Linked DNA regions of Mus musculus: all the other regions are linked to region 1. The links are chromatin contacts, called in public ChIA-PET, HiChIP or PLAC-seq, Micro-C and promoter capture Hi-C maps. All regions are on one chromosome and are shown on one strand. Each heading gives the region's core, a stretch centred on a gene start, on an enhancer-like site or on the middle of the called end of the contact. The rest is flanking DNA. Distances are from core to core; before and after follow the strand shown.

What was found. Promoter capture Hi-C pulls out the DNA fragments that hold promoters and counts their contacts. A called contact is a pair of places that touch in the nucleus more often than the background predicts. ChIA-PET counts read pairs in DNA pulled down with a chosen protein or histone mark. HiChIP or PLAC-seq counts read pairs in DNA pulled down with a chosen protein or histone mark.
Region 2: a contact with region 1 is called in a promoter capture Hi-C map of stem cell-derived epiblast-like cells, with 3 times the contacts expected there. The contact joins the enhancer-like site here to the promoter of Azin1 in region 1. A contact is called at or near these places in 14 of 39 promoter capture datasets (the 3T3-L1 cell line, 3T3-L1-derived adipocytes, the C10 cell line and 9 more), 1 of 15 datasets of contacts at CTCF or cohesin (the NIH/3T3 cell line), 10 of 484 Hi-C or Micro-C datasets (the Ba/F3 cell line, cardiomyocytes, embryonic stem cells and 6 more), 3 of 115 datasets of contacts at active chromatin or transcription factors (astrocytes, embryonic stem cells and stem cell-derived neural progenitor cells) and 1 of 9 other capture datasets (adipose tissue).
Region 3: a Micro-C map of embryonic stem cells shows a contact between it and region 1, with 4 times the contacts expected there. The contact joins the promoter of Rims2 here to the promoter of Azin1 in region 1. A contact is called at or near these places in 4 of 39 promoter capture datasets (cranial neural crest, embryonic stem cells, frontonasal cranial neural crest and 1 more), 8 of 484 Hi-C or Micro-C datasets (LSK cells, embryonic stem cells, extraembryonic endoderm stem cells and 1 more), 14 of 115 datasets of contacts at active chromatin or transcription factors (astrocytes, embryonic midbrain, embryonic stem cells and 3 more) and 2 of 9 other capture datasets (adipose tissue and embryonic stem cells).
Region 4: an H3K27ac HiChIP or PLAC-seq map of embryonic stem cells shows a contact between it and region 1, with 6 times the contacts expected there. The contact joins the enhancer-like site here to the promoter of Azin1 in region 1. A contact is called at or near these places in 6 of 39 promoter capture datasets (the 3T3-L1 cell line, the C10 cell line, hippocampal neurons and 2 more), 7 of 484 Hi-C or Micro-C datasets (CD4 T cells, the G1E-ER4 cell line, the N1E-115 cell line and 4 more), 6 of 115 datasets of contacts at active chromatin or transcription factors (the SCID.adh cell line, bone marrow-derived dendritic cells, bone marrow-derived macrophages and 2 more) and 3 of 9 other capture datasets (adipose tissue, liver and pancreatic islet).
Region 5: an RNA polymerase II ChIA-PET map of effector CD8 T cells shows a contact between it and region 1, with 21 read pairs. The contact joins the enhancer-like site here to the promoter of Azin1 in region 1. A contact is called at or near these places in 15 of 39 promoter capture datasets (the 3T3-L1 cell line, 3T3-L1-derived adipocytes, the C10 cell line and 9 more), 1 of 15 datasets of contacts at CTCF or cohesin (the NIH/3T3 cell line), 15 of 484 Hi-C or Micro-C datasets (cortical neurons, differentiating embryonic stem cells, embryonic stem cells and 6 more), 15 of 115 datasets of contacts at active chromatin or transcription factors (acute myeloid leukemia, astrocytes, bone marrow-derived macrophages and 7 more) and 4 of 9 other capture datasets (adipose tissue, embryonic stem cells, liver and 1 more).

What each region holds. Positions count from the first base shown.
Region 1 is chr15:38,517,974-38,520,539 of GRCm38.p6, forward strand. It overlaps Azin1 (antizyme inhibitor 1), which reads right to left and starts at 1,293. Exons shown (of 12, transcript NM_018745.5): 1 at 936-1,293.
Region 2 is chr15:39,216,214-39,218,779 of GRCm38.p6, forward strand. The region is part of intron 1 of Rims2 (regulating synaptic membrane exocytosis 2); the gene reads left to right. Among named protein-coding and RNA genes, the nearest start is that of Rims2, 19 kb to the left of the region's middle. Within about 2 kb of position 1,273, at least 37 of the 459 cell types and tissues checked have an H3K27ac peak or open chromatin away from gene starts, as enhancers often do. A contact at or near this core is called in astrocytes and stem cell-derived epiblast-like cells, where this site is marked.
Region 3 is chr15:39,197,004-39,199,569 of GRCm38.p6, forward strand. It overlaps Rims2 (regulating synaptic membrane exocytosis 2), which reads left to right and starts at 1,283. Exons shown (of 27, transcript NM_053271.2): 1 at 1,283-1,535. The coding sequence starts at 1,360.
Region 4 is chr15:39,088,910-39,091,475 of GRCm38.p6, forward strand. It overlaps a transcript of Slc25a32 not described here. Among named protein-coding and RNA genes, the nearest start is that of Cthrc1, 13 kb to the left of the region's middle. Within about 2 kb of position 1,287, at least 30 of the 459 cell types and tissues checked have an H3K27ac peak or open chromatin away from gene starts, as enhancers often do. A contact at or near this core is called in bone marrow-derived macrophages and embryonic stem cells, where this site is marked.
Region 5 is chr15:37,997,328-37,999,893 of GRCm38.p6, forward strand. Ubr5 (ubiquitin protein ligase E3 component n-recognin 5) reads right to left here. Exons shown (of 59, transcript NM_001112721.2): 36 at 2,566; 37 at 960-1,091; 38 at 394-651. All of the region lies in intron 1 of Gm49085 (a long non-coding RNA gene), which reads left to right. Among named protein-coding and RNA genes, the nearest start is that of Gm49085, 37 kb to the left of the region's middle. Within about 2 kb of position 1,269, at least 11 of the 459 cell types and tissues checked have an H3K27ac peak or open chromatin away from gene starts, as enhancers often do. A contact at or near this core is called in effector CD8 T cells, where this site is marked.

The DNA of each region.
Region 1 (2,566 bases), core at 43-2,542:
CAAAACTGAGTTCAATCTGTTCAAACATCCTGAGGCTGTAAACAGTGTAAACTGCTTGCTTCGTTCAGCCAGTAACACACGTTCATGATACTTAATACCATAAAACGTTTAAACACTACTAACCGCTGGCAGCCAACAGAGTCCTTGATAAGCCGCATCAACCTACCCTTCGCCCTCTTTCTGCCCCGCGATCACAGCTAGGACCAGAAAACGAAGCCATGGTGACTAATCTCCAGGCTTCAGGAGGTGACTGGGGTAAGTGAAAGCGACTTGGCCCAATCAGGAGAGCCGCAGGGGCGGGTCAGCAGCGCCGAGGTTTCCAGAAAGGGCCAAAGGCCTATTCGCTTGCTACTTGACACCGGGGCTTCCCCGCCGCCGGCCCCGAGTGAGGTCAACTTTCCACCGCCAGAGGGGGAGCGCGCACTCCGCACCCCCTCTCCCGCCCGCAAGAATCCAGCCTCCTCCCAGCTGTCACCAGATGCCGGCTCGAGGCCCGCCCCGCTCCATTCATAACCCGGAGCCCCGGCCGCCGCAGCCCGTCCACTCCGCACCACAACCCCCTGCAGGCACTGAGACAGGGAGAGGGCGATGGGACCCCCAGCCCTCCAGGCTGCCGCCGGACCCCCTCCCCGGAAACAGCAATGCACCACGGGAGTGGGGTGGGGGCCGCATGCCGCCGAGAGGGAACAGCGACCACCGCCAGCCTGCCCCCGAGCGCGGCCCCACGCGCACACGCCCCCTCGCTCAACCGCGGCTGTCGGCTGCCGCCCTGGGTCGCGAGGCGCCGGCCGCCGCCCGGGCCACCGGCAGCCGCCACACACGCCGCCGGCCGCCATGTTCGAGGCCGCCGGCTGCGGGGCACTGCGGGGACACCGAGGGCGGCGTGGCCCAGCCCAGGCGCCGGACCCTCCCGCGCCCCTAAGTCCGGTACTCACGTGAGATAACGGCCCAAAGAGTCGGGTAAAGCGTCTTCTCTTTTTCGGCGGAATTTTTAAAGAGGGATGTGGTTACCTTGAGCAGAAATACCCAAGGCGGCCTGGGCCATAGGCTGCGGGGACGACGTGGGGGAAACGCGCGGCACCGACACCAGCTGAGCAGCAGTGGCGGCGGCAGCCGAACTGGAGAAATGGAGCGGCGCGAGAAAAAGAAGAAAGGCGCGAACTGGGTGGGGAGAGGATTCAGCCTCGTCACTCCGCAGAGCAGCAGAGCGAGAAGGATGAGAAGAGCAGAGCAGGAGACAACCAGAGAGAAAAACGGAAACACCGCGGCGAGAGTTGAGCCAGAGAGTGTGGGAAGGCGGTGCCAGAGACGCCAGTATTTATACTCAGGGGGGCGGGGGCTGCTGACGTCACAGACGGCCGGTCGGCCGCACGACGGGGGTGGGGCCTGTGCCGCCGGGGAATGTGGGAGGGGCGGAAGGGGAAGGACAGCCTTGTGCAGTTAGGGGGCCGAAGGGCGGGACCACCGGGCCTGGCAGGTGCTGGCCCGGCGCTCGCTTCCCGCCCTCGCGCTGCAGCCGCTCCCCAGCGGGCTGCTAGTTTCGTAGGCGGGGCAGAGGGCGCGCGGCCCAGCGGATCGCGGATCGCGCCCTCGCCCTTGCGGCGCCTGCGCGCCACGCTAGCAGCCAACGATCCGCTTTGTGAGCCGGCAGCTAGTCCATGCTGACGGCAGCCTTCGGGACCGTCCTGGGTCCTCGGCTTACCGACTCCAGTATTTTAGGAGAGGAGGGTGTGCGCCATCACGGGGCTTTCTCGGTGCACTAGTTTATGTAACAACTGTATACTATGCCCGGGGACTGTATTCCGAGGGAGAGGTTCCCGCCTCTCCATGGGTTGCGGAGCTCCGTTATGAAAATGAGTTCCCCGTGGCCAGCAAGAACCAGTCCGGTGTGGTTACTGAGGCTTTGATCGTACCAGAATGTTCCTCCGTGTTCGCATGTTGCAATATGGTGCAGTAGATTTTTTTTTTAAATGTGGCTTTTCTTTCTTTGTCTTCATTTTCAAAAAGGGTTGATGCAGTCAGACCCAGCCCTATTAAAGCGGGGCCAGTGTTGCTGAAGTTACATGACTTAAAGGCACATCTCTTTAATCCTCTGCATTTCTCGTTTGAAGTCATTCTTTTTTTTTATTCTTTTGTTTTGTTTCTCCAGAAAGGCTTTCTCTGTGCAACCCAAGCTGTCCTGGAACTCCCTCTATATACCAGGCTAGCCTTGAACTCTGCCTGGTATATAGGTGCTCCTAGGTGCTCCTGCTAAAGGCACGTGCCACCACACCAGGGTTTCTCTCTAATCTTGTTTGTTTTGTTTTGTTTTTCTTCAGTTTTTCGAGACAGGGTTTCTCTGTATAGCCCTGGCTGTCCTGGAACTCACTCTGTAGACCAGACTGGCCTCGAACTCAGAAATCTGCCTGCCTCTGCCTCCCAAGTGCTGGGATTAAAGGCGTGCGCCACTACTGCCCGGCCGTTTTTTCTCTATTCTCTATTATTTAATAAACTTTTATTACTAAAGTAAAATGACGGATGTAGCCTCCCCCCTCCCCTTATATTTAAAATCCTTTTTCTAGCTGGA
Region 2 (2,566 bases), core at 23-2,522, 700 kb after region 1:
CCTCTCTTCCCAGTGATGGCTGCCTAGGCCATCTTCTGCTACATATGCAGCTAGAGACACGAGCTCCGGGGAGTACTGGTTAGTTCATATTGTTGTTCCTCCTATAGGGTTGCAGATCCCTTCAGCTCCTTGGGTACTTTCTCTAGCTCCTCCATTGGGGGCCCTGTGATCCATCCAATAGCTGACTGTGAGCATCCACTTCTGTGTTTGCCAGGCACTAGGAAAGAAATCAGGAACCATAGATTTGAGCATCAGCAACAGAATACAAGAGATGGAGGAGAGAATCTCAGGTGCAGAAGATTCCATAGAGAACATGGACACAACAATCAAAGAAAATGCAAAATGCAGAAAGTATACTTTTCAAATGCCTGCCCTAAAGACTGCAGCCTACAATACAGAGCCTCAGCTGGGAAACAAGTGACTGCATAGTTTGTGAGGGGTTATTCCTTTTCTTACAGTAAAGTGTATATATATATATATATATATGTGTGTGTGTGTGTGTGTGTGTGTGTGTATATAATTTTGTTCTTTTGGAATTAGTAGCAAAGAGTGTGTTTAAATGAAAAAAGTAGTTCTGTGAGTTCAGCTTTATGACTGTGTTTAAAGTGTGATCAGATCATTTGGCAGTCATGGATGTTAGAAGTAGCTGTGAAATAAAATCCAACAAATAACCCCTAAATATTAACATACATTCATATTACCATTTATTGTGTTATATGCTAGCATAGACCATGTTTCAGAGTCCAGTTAGAATATAGAAGCTACGATAGTTCTTTGAGCAGAAAAACATTAATATAGATTATCCTGAGGCAGAGTACCCATGAATTGAAAAAAATGGACGAAGCTTTTTCCTTTGTGCCTGAGGCTGAGATTCAGACACTGTGGAGGTGTGGCTGCGGCCCACTTTGCTGTCTGGTGCTTGCCAAGCTAGGGCAAACAAAGTCGTCTGTTTTTATGAAAGGAAGTCATTTGTGGGGGCTGTTGGCCTTGGTGGATAGGCTGCCTGTGGTGCTCAAGGAACCCTTTGGGAAGCTTATTGGAATGTCAGTCAGATTTACTAAGAGCTTGCCGGTGGGAGTGCCTCCAGAATTTGCTGGAAGGAAGGCCTGTGGGGTGCTGGTGAAGCATACAAGTAGGTCTAATACTAGTGGGTATTCATTAGCTCCAGGTAGCCATGTAAACAAAAGCAACAAAGCACGGAGACATTTCTTCCTTTAATGTCATCATGGCTCCCTCTACTGTCAAATCTTAACATTGCACCCCAGGGAAAAATACAAAGCTGGGCAGAGAAGGGTAGATTTGGAACCGAGAGGCAGTGGATTTTTAATAGGCTGCCTGTCATAGACGATGCTGTCCTCAAATGCCCATATGTAGAACAGCATTGACTTACTTTTTATTCTATATGATTCTTTCTCTGGGCTACGGGGTGCGTGTGTCTATTCTGCACCATTATCATCCCCGGCATAGACTATTATGTATGCACACACTCTCTGTAATGTTGTGCATAGAGCAGTAGAGAACAGTGTTGAATCAAATTGTCTCCTTAAGTTTCTTCTCAGAAGTGCATGCATAACTTCTGCTTACATTTTGTACAAAGCATGTTTTATGATCATGCCTAGGTTAGAGTAGAAGGAATGTATCTCATCATGTGGAAGAACAAGAAATAAGTCGTGGGTTAATAGGATTGATACTGTAAAGTTTGGCAGTGTCTACGACAGTTATTTATAATTTATCCTTAAAAATCTTGTCTGGGTTTGACGTTTTTACAAGATCAGCAAAAATTGGTATTGACATAAAAATGGTATGCTTAACTTCTGGATCAGTAAATTTTAATTGCAGTAAGTGTAGCTATTTGCATAAAACAGTGTGGACCAGAACACACTTAAGGAGCAGGAAAAGTTTTTTGAAGGCTAGATACAAATTAAACTTTGTTTAAAAATTTGCATTAACTTTAGCTTACACAAGATATATGAGATATGAAATCTTTTAGTCTTTGTGTGTGTATTTAATGTGTGTGTGCATATTTCTTTATGTGTGTGGGTGTGACATGCATTCATGTGGAGGTCAGAGGACAGCATCCAGTATTCACCTGCTCCTTCCACCTTGACACAGGCTCTTAGTTTTTAGAAAGCTTTGTAAGACAGACTAGCTGTTTCTCAAGCATCCGGAAATTCTCCTGTCCCCATCTTTGATCCCGACGTAGGAGCACTGGACTACACTTGCTGTGGGCTACTATGTCTGGCTTTCTGTGGATTCGGGGAGATGTGGATTTATGTCCTCATGTTTGCATAGTAAGCACTTTACTCTCTGAGCTACTGAGCTGCTCTTCCCAGCCCTGGAACAGGAAATCTTTTGATACTGAAGAAGAGTTTTCATTTTTGGCCAGTTGTGGGTAGAAGATAAAAAAATAAATAAAAATGAGATGCTTTGACTAGAGTTTCAGCACCATCATAACATTTCGTTGTGAAAAAATTAAATAAGCTCTACAAAAATCTACAAAATGTTAAAAACAAAAGCTGTGATCTCTAAACTGAAATCCTAATGCCAAGGTCCTCTAGGATTCATG
Region 3 (2,566 bases), core at 33-2,532, 680 kb after region 1:
TTTCTAAAATCAGGCTAACGCTCCAATAACGACTCTTCTCTAGATTAGAGTGACCGGCAGAAAGGGGCTGAACGGCCCGATTCCTCCGGGGACGTGATCTGACCCTTTCCCTCTTACACCTTCCAATCGCCTCGGGCAAACCGCCCCAGCATCCTGTCTTCTGTACCTCTCCGTGCAGCGGGTACCGACAACCCAGTTTTCCAGAACTTCCGCACTCCCGCCCAGGTCCTTTCCACTCCCTCAGGCTCTTCCCCGCTGCGAGTCCCGGGCCGCTGACACCGCAGGGACACCCACCTGCTCCGATCTTCCCTCGTCCAGGGTCCAGTACCCCGCCCGGGACAGCTCGGGGGGCGCCCGGTCCCTCAGGCTCGGCGCCAGCCACCTGAGATCCTCCCGCCCCCACCGCCCACAGCCCCGCACCCCGGGGCGCCCGCTCCCTCGCCGCCCTGCTCCTCACAGCTCCCCGCCCCGCCCCAGCCGTTAGCAGGGTCCGGGGCGAGCGTCGGCCGAGTCCGGGCCTGGGCGGTTCGCAGGGGACACGGGCCCGGCGGGAAGAGTCGGCGAGGCAGAGGCGGCGCGGGCGAGTGCACCTAGCGGGCCCGCCGCGCCGACTCCGCGGACACTGGGGGCGGCGGCGGCGGGACCCCGGGCGGGCGCGTGATGAGGCGCGGCGGGCGGCCGGCCCCGCGGCGCGCGCGAGCTCACTTGGGTCCGGGCGTTGGCAGCCGCGGGCCGCGGGCCGGAAGATCGGCCGTCTGGGGCCGGGGTGGGGGCTGGGGTCCCCTGCCGCAGCCCGCGCCTCGTGGTTCCCGGAGGGGTCCTCCCTCGCGGAGCCCCGGAGCCCGGTGACGCGCCAGCCGGCGGGACGGCCGCTCTCGCCGCCTCCGGGCGCTCGGGGCGAGTTCCCGGGACTCCCCAGGGGTCGGGCTCGCGGGCAGCGCTTCCCGCTCCGCTCCGCCGCCGCGCCGGACACTCGCGCCCCGGCCCGCGGCCGCCTCCCTCCAGTCACCCCACCCTCAGCCGTCCCCGCCACCTTACTCCACCGCCCTCCCCCGCCGCTCCGCGCACTCGGCGTCGGGGCCTCCAGCTCCTCGCTCCCGCGAACCGCTCACTTGGCAGCCCTTCGCCCCCGGGAAGAAGAAACATTTCCCCGAGCGCACTCCTCAGCCCTCCCCCCTCGGCCCTCCCCTCCCCCTGCCTTCTTTCCTGGGGGAGGGGGGCTGTCGCCTCGGATTGAAGGCCATTGATTTGTATGCATTTGTCCCAGCCCCGGAGGCTGCCCCAGCCGCCCGCGCCCGAGCCGCGGCTGCCAGCGGAGTTGCCTCCCTGCTTCCCTAGGGTGGTTCGGCTCCGCCAAACATGTCGGCTCCGCTCGGGCCCCGGGGCCGCCCGGCTCCCACCCCGGCGGCCTCTCAACCTCCTCCGCAGCCCGAGATGCCGGACCTCAGCCACCTCACGGAAGAGGAGAGGAAAATCATCCTGGCTGTCATGGATCGTCAGAAGAAAGAAGAGGAGAAGGAGCAGTCCGTGCTCAAGTAAGGACCCGGCTCCATCTTCCCGCCTCCCTCCCTGCCCTCCGCCCCCCTCGGCCGCTTCCCCGCGACCGCCCGCGCGCCGGGGATCGCCGCCTTTCCTCCCCGCCGGTGGCGCGGGGGCCACGAGGGCTGCGGCCCGCGGCCGCCAGGGTCGCTTTCTAGTTGTCAGCCGCGGGGGTGTGTGTCGCGGAGGGAGGGCGCCGAGGCCGGCTGAGGTGACGGTGGCGAGCTCGGGGAGGCGGCGGTTTCCCCGGCGCCCTCCGGCTTTCCCCGCGGGCCACTTCGGCTCCCGGGATGAGGCTGAACCCTGGCTCCTCGCGTCCCATTTCCTTTCCCGCCGCCCCCGCGCGGAGGCAGTGACTGGGGCAAGGAATCCAATATGGCCGTGCACAGGTGCTCCCGGGCCGGACCCGGGTGAAGCGCCCAGGCCCGGGGTGCCGGTGCCACCGGGGTCGCTCGTCCCGCGCCTGCGAGGGCCGGCTCCGTCCCCAGCCCCGGGAGGAGCTGCGCTGCCCACGGTCGCAGCGGACAGGAAGGCTGCGGGGCGGGCGAGGGGGCCTAAGCGCGGTCTCGTCTCGTCTCGGGTGGGTGTGCGGCCGCCGCCATCTTCCAGCCCCTCCCCCTCGGCGGGTGCTAACACCCTGCACTCTGCTGCTGTTCTTCCTGTTTGCAACTAGTAAATCTGTAGGATCCCGAGGAGACTCCACTTCCTACCATCGTGGCAGTTTGGGTTGCTCCCTGCTTGTGAAGTTCTACTATGTTTGCTCACAGTCCAGCCAGCGGGGTTTTGGCGAGGGTGGGAGGCGTGAAAGTAGCACCCAAGCATCGGTTTAGAGGCGGTGTAACTTCAGCACCAGGGAACTGTCCAGAATGAGTTTTCCTTTACTTTGGGATTCCTTGTCAGTGTAGCACTGTAGCTGAGATTGTTTCTACAGGTTTGCTTTTAAATGTTTTATGATTTTTTATATCTCGGTTGCTTCTGGAAAGTCATTGTCTGGATCTGTAAAGATCTGTAACCCTTTAATGTTTGT
Region 4 (2,566 bases), core at 37-2,536, 570 kb after region 1:
GCCCTACAGTTTAAGTTTTATAACAACCAGTAATGTGGTACAGCAGCTGGCATCTCTCCTCCCACTGCTTCACATTCACAAATATCACATTGGTATCCTGAAATAAACCATGATCAGAAACTCAGCAGCAACACTAAATACCTGGGTCTCCTTATTCCTTGTCCTTCCACTCCGGGATAATTGATTTGGAACGCCTTCCTCAGCCTAGTCACTCATCCCCTCATCTGTATAGAGCTCCTAGGAACAAACAAATGCCAACACCCAACAGACGATGGCAGAGCATATATATATATTACAGATTTTTGTGAACTAGAGTGAAAGAGAGAACTAATATCCACAAAAATTCAGGGGCCCACAACTTGACTAAAATTTCTGAGAGGTTATAACTTGAAGTATGTTGGTATGTATTCTTTAAGAGGGAAAGACAGGTTGTTGGAAAGACATTTTTGCAATCATTAAAAAAAATCAACAACATCACAGACAGGCTGGGCATAGTAACTTAAGCCTTTAATCCCAGCACTAAAGAGACAGAGGCAGAGGCAGGCAGATCTCTGTGAGCTCAAGGCCAGCATGATCTACCAATTGAGTTCTAGGACAGTCAAGGCTACACAGAAAAACCCTGTCTCAACAAACAAACAAACAAAAAACAACCCCCCAAATAAACAACTCTAAAAAAAAAAATAAACCCCAATAACAACACACCACTTCTAGCCATTCTTGAGTTTTAGGGGCAGTTTATAACATCTGAATGTGATTCTTTAACCCATGTATAGTTACCTCTATGGCTATTAGTTTTGAAGGAGAACCAGCCCCAAAGGCTCTGAAGCAAATTCAGGCAGCAGCAGAAATAACATTATCATATGGTACTTTTGATTCAGCAGACCCAATAACTATAGCAAACAGAAATATATTCAGTGACAATTTTAGCAAGTACCAGGTTTGCTCATCCAAAAAGCAGCAGTCGAGGCATGCATTCTTTCCTGGAAACTTCTAGGAAGCGCTTGTTTTTTTTTCTGATAAGAGGCTTTGGTCTTGCTAGTGTTTTTTGTTTGTTTGTTTGTTTTTGTTTTTGTTTTCCTCCCTGTCTTCTTCCATATATGGCCAGATGAAGCATGGGGCTGTAGAGGCCATTGAGAGACTGGACTTGTTGTATTTGAAAGAAAACTATGCTTTTTACTGAAGATGGCTGGTTTGTTTGTTTTTTAAAGATAGCTTCTGGCTTACTGTAGTGAGCTCTGGTAGAAACATCATGTGATCCATGTGGCCTGAATCTGTCACCATGACCTCAGTGTCTCTTAGGCTGTGTGTAGGAAGGAGATTGTGAAAGATTTAAGAAACACAGCATGGAAGTCCAGAGTTACAAACAAGATTCCTGAGCTCAAATTGCTTCAAGACAAACTCATGTTGTGTTGCTGAATGTAGCCACCAGTGACCACAGGTTACTGGGTTCCTGAAAGGAAAGATGGGAGCCAAGACAAAGTTCTCTGATCAAGGCCTAATGTTTACTTATGAGTCTGAGCTTATAAAGGAGGGGGGAACCCATCCCCCACGTGGTCCTGGTCTTTGTCAGGATCAGTCAGGAAAACAAGCTCAGCTGCTCAGCAGGTAGCTTTTTGCAGGAAGCTGCAGGTGTGGCAGACAATAGACTTTACCTAGGTTGGAAGACTCCACCATAGGTGAGCTAGCAACTGTAGCAAACAAGGTCTGAGCCAGCCTGCTCAAGGTTGGGGGGAGGGCACAGCTGAACAGTTGATTGGAAAATTTAAAAATGAACCTAGCATATTGGCCCACAAAAGATATGCTGATTGAATCCAAGGCTGTAGCACCATAGTCCCAAAGGATGAGTGAAGGGAAAGTTCTCTTATAGGCTGCAACTTGAAGCAGTAATACTCACTACCTGGAGTGAACAGCGGTCACAAGTATAGATCGCTACCACTGTCTTAAAGACAGCGCTAATGACTGGATGGGGAAAGAAAACAAGCAGAGGTTGTTCAAGGATGTGGATGGATCTCTTTGACTGTGAAAACATTTGTGTCTCTTGCCTGTGCTTGCCACTCTGCACCATCTTAAGAATGAGGACAAACATACTATGGTGGGACCAACTCTTTCCCTCAGCTACTAGAGGGATGTTGAAGAAATTATGTTATCACACTAAGGTTCCCAAGTAGATACTCTTCATACAAGTTATAACAATATTCAGAGAAGCATAGGCCCACCATGACAGTTGGTTGAAGAAAGACAGAATTTAGCATCAGCACTGGAGTCTGTATTACCTAGAAAGTTTTAGCTACAGTAAGTAAATGAAAGGCCAAATTGAGACTTATTTTTAAAATAAATTTATTTTTCACTTAAATAAAAACTCCACAGGTACATGTTGCCAAGGGTAAGAGCTGACCCAGAATCCCATATGTGACTTAGAACATGGTTTTATTACATTTTACATATTATTTACATTTATTACATTAATTTGTTACATTCTTTGTTTTGTTTTGTTGGTTTTTCAAGACAGGATTTCTCTTTTAGCCCTGGCTGTCCTGGAAATCACTCTGTAGACCAGGCTGGCCTC
Region 5 (2,566 bases), core at 19-2,518, 520 kb before region 1:
TTTGGGGGAAGAGAGTGTTAAGGTGGACAAGAAGTTAATACATTATCATCCAGGAATAATTCTGTACTTCATAACCACTACAAAAGCAAGCATCTGGCAATGTGTGCAGACACTTTTAGCTGTTACAAGGAGAGTCGTGAAGAACACAGGGCTGGGAATACTACTGATGTCTACCAGATAAAGGCAATGGGTGTAAGCAACACCTGACAAAAGACCTCAAAGATAAGAATCACCCAGCCCAAAGCAACAGTGCAGAGAGTAAGAAGTCTTGATATAGTAAGGTTTATGTACTTCTTATATTTGATACTCAACAAAAGGCATGTTTATAAAACGTTGCTGTCTAGATAAACATGTTGGAACACTCCTAGAAATGACACGAGTTTCCAGACTTGCCTGCTGGCGTAGATGTGCTGGACGGAGCTGTGCTTGCTGCTCGCTGATGCTGCGGATTTCGGACAGCCCACTGCATGGAGCGAGGAGCCTGGGCAGCACCATTTGCATGGGAGCTATTCGTTGTCCTTTCTAGTGGCTCATCGAGCATAAAGGTCTCCTGCTCTATGTCATCACTCTGACTGCTACTGCTGTCAGAGTCACTTGAGTCATTTGACTGAGAGTCATCTTCAGAAAAAAAGGCAGGAACACTGCTCGCTCCTAAAGTTTTAATTTTTAAAACCAAAAACACTGTAAATTCATTGATAATTAACTTTACAATGTGCCTCTCAAAATATTATGTTCAACTGTGACAGGTAATATATAATACTGTGAAGCCATCATAAAAATATTTCAATTAGAAAAGAACTCTTTGAAATAAACTTTAAAACTAATCCATTACTAAAACAAAAGCTAATAAGAACTGTCAAAGAAAAAGAAATAAAATTACAAAAAGGTTCTGGCTACCCATCAGACATACAATTATAAACTCCCTTTGAAAACAGCTAACCCATAAAGCAACAACATACCTGCTTCTGAGCCAGCAGTGGCTGCGGTGACAACACTTCTGCGCCCACTAGCATTATCTTGGTTACTATGGTTACTTTCACTGTCACTTTCCGTTTCAGCTGCTGCTAACAAATCTAGCTCCATGTCACTTCCTAGAAAAGTAGTAAATAAATAAAAAGGGCAAAAGTTTCACCAAATAATCAATATAGGTGTGAAAAGCTGGTCTATCCTACGAGTAGGAACTAAGAAGGCACAGTGGTTAAGACAGGGAAAAGAAATCAGAGAGCCAGCTGCTCTGCAGAAAAAAGTACTGGCTGCTCACGATGGACAAATTACTCAAGTACTGTAATCAGTAGACTCTGGCACAACAATTTAGTTCCTGCCCTGCAGAGCCCCAGTGTCTGGGCAGCACCCACATCCACCTGCCCTGTTTTCATCTCTTTTTCTTCAAGAAAGAACTTAAAACCTTGTTTTTTAACTAACATGTCAAGATAAATAACATTCTAATATTGCAGTTCAGGTACCTGACTTACACAGAGACGTAAAGACTGTATGTACAATCTTTAGGAGTGCATGGGGATCGCCAACACAAAACACTGACTGTAAGCACACAGCCGCTAAATCTCCGGAGATTATAGACTCCTTTCCTGTTCTCTCCACACCAAACTTTCCACTGCTGAATCATGACTGACTTCCTTTAGAGGGAAAAAAGTCAGACAGGCTCTTGCTATGTTGCCCAGACTGGCCTTAAATTTGAAACCCTGCCTCAGCTTCCAAAGTGCTGAATATTTTACCACTGAAGTAGTTTTTAAGAAAACATGCCGGCCAGGCGTGGTGGCTCACACCTTTAATCCCAGCACCCAGAGGCAGAGACAGGAGGATTTCTGAGTTCACCGCCAGCCTGGTCTACACAGTGAATTCCAGGAGAGACAGAGAAAACCTGTCTCAAAAACAAAAAAAAAAAAAAAAAGAAAGAAGAAAAAAGAAAATAGACTGCGTGGGCTAGTGAGACAGCTCAGCGCACAGGCAGCAGTAGTACAAGGTCTGAAATCAGATCTCATCCAGTGCGAGGGAGACAAAATACTACATTGTTGTTGACCTCACACGCAAATGCATACTTATGTTCACAAACACTTACACACACATAAGTAAATGATAAGTAAATGAATAATAATGAACTCAGGTCACAGGCTGGACAATGATGTCCTTACCCACTGAGCCATCAACCATTTCCCCATTAGAATGAAAGAAAAGAAGGTGGGCTAGAGATGTAGTTCAGCTGGTAGAGTGCTTGCTCGATGCGTGTGCGTGTGCGTGCGTGTAGCTCTGACTGGATCTTGGCATAGTCATGCACACCTCTAGTCCCAGCAGTTGGGAAGTGGAAGCAGAAGGGTGAGAAGCCTAAGGCCATGCTCACCTCCACAGTGAGTCTGAGGGAGACCTGGGGTACACAACACCCTGACTCACACAAACAAGTTCCTTTAGCAAATACAATTATTTGATGTATGTTGACTTACTTCCTAAACTGTAAAAATACTACAGAGAAATTCAGAAGAAAAGAATTCGGTTACTGCAGAGCAAACGAGGCTGCTCTCCAGGCACCTGACTCCTCCCACTCCCACGTACC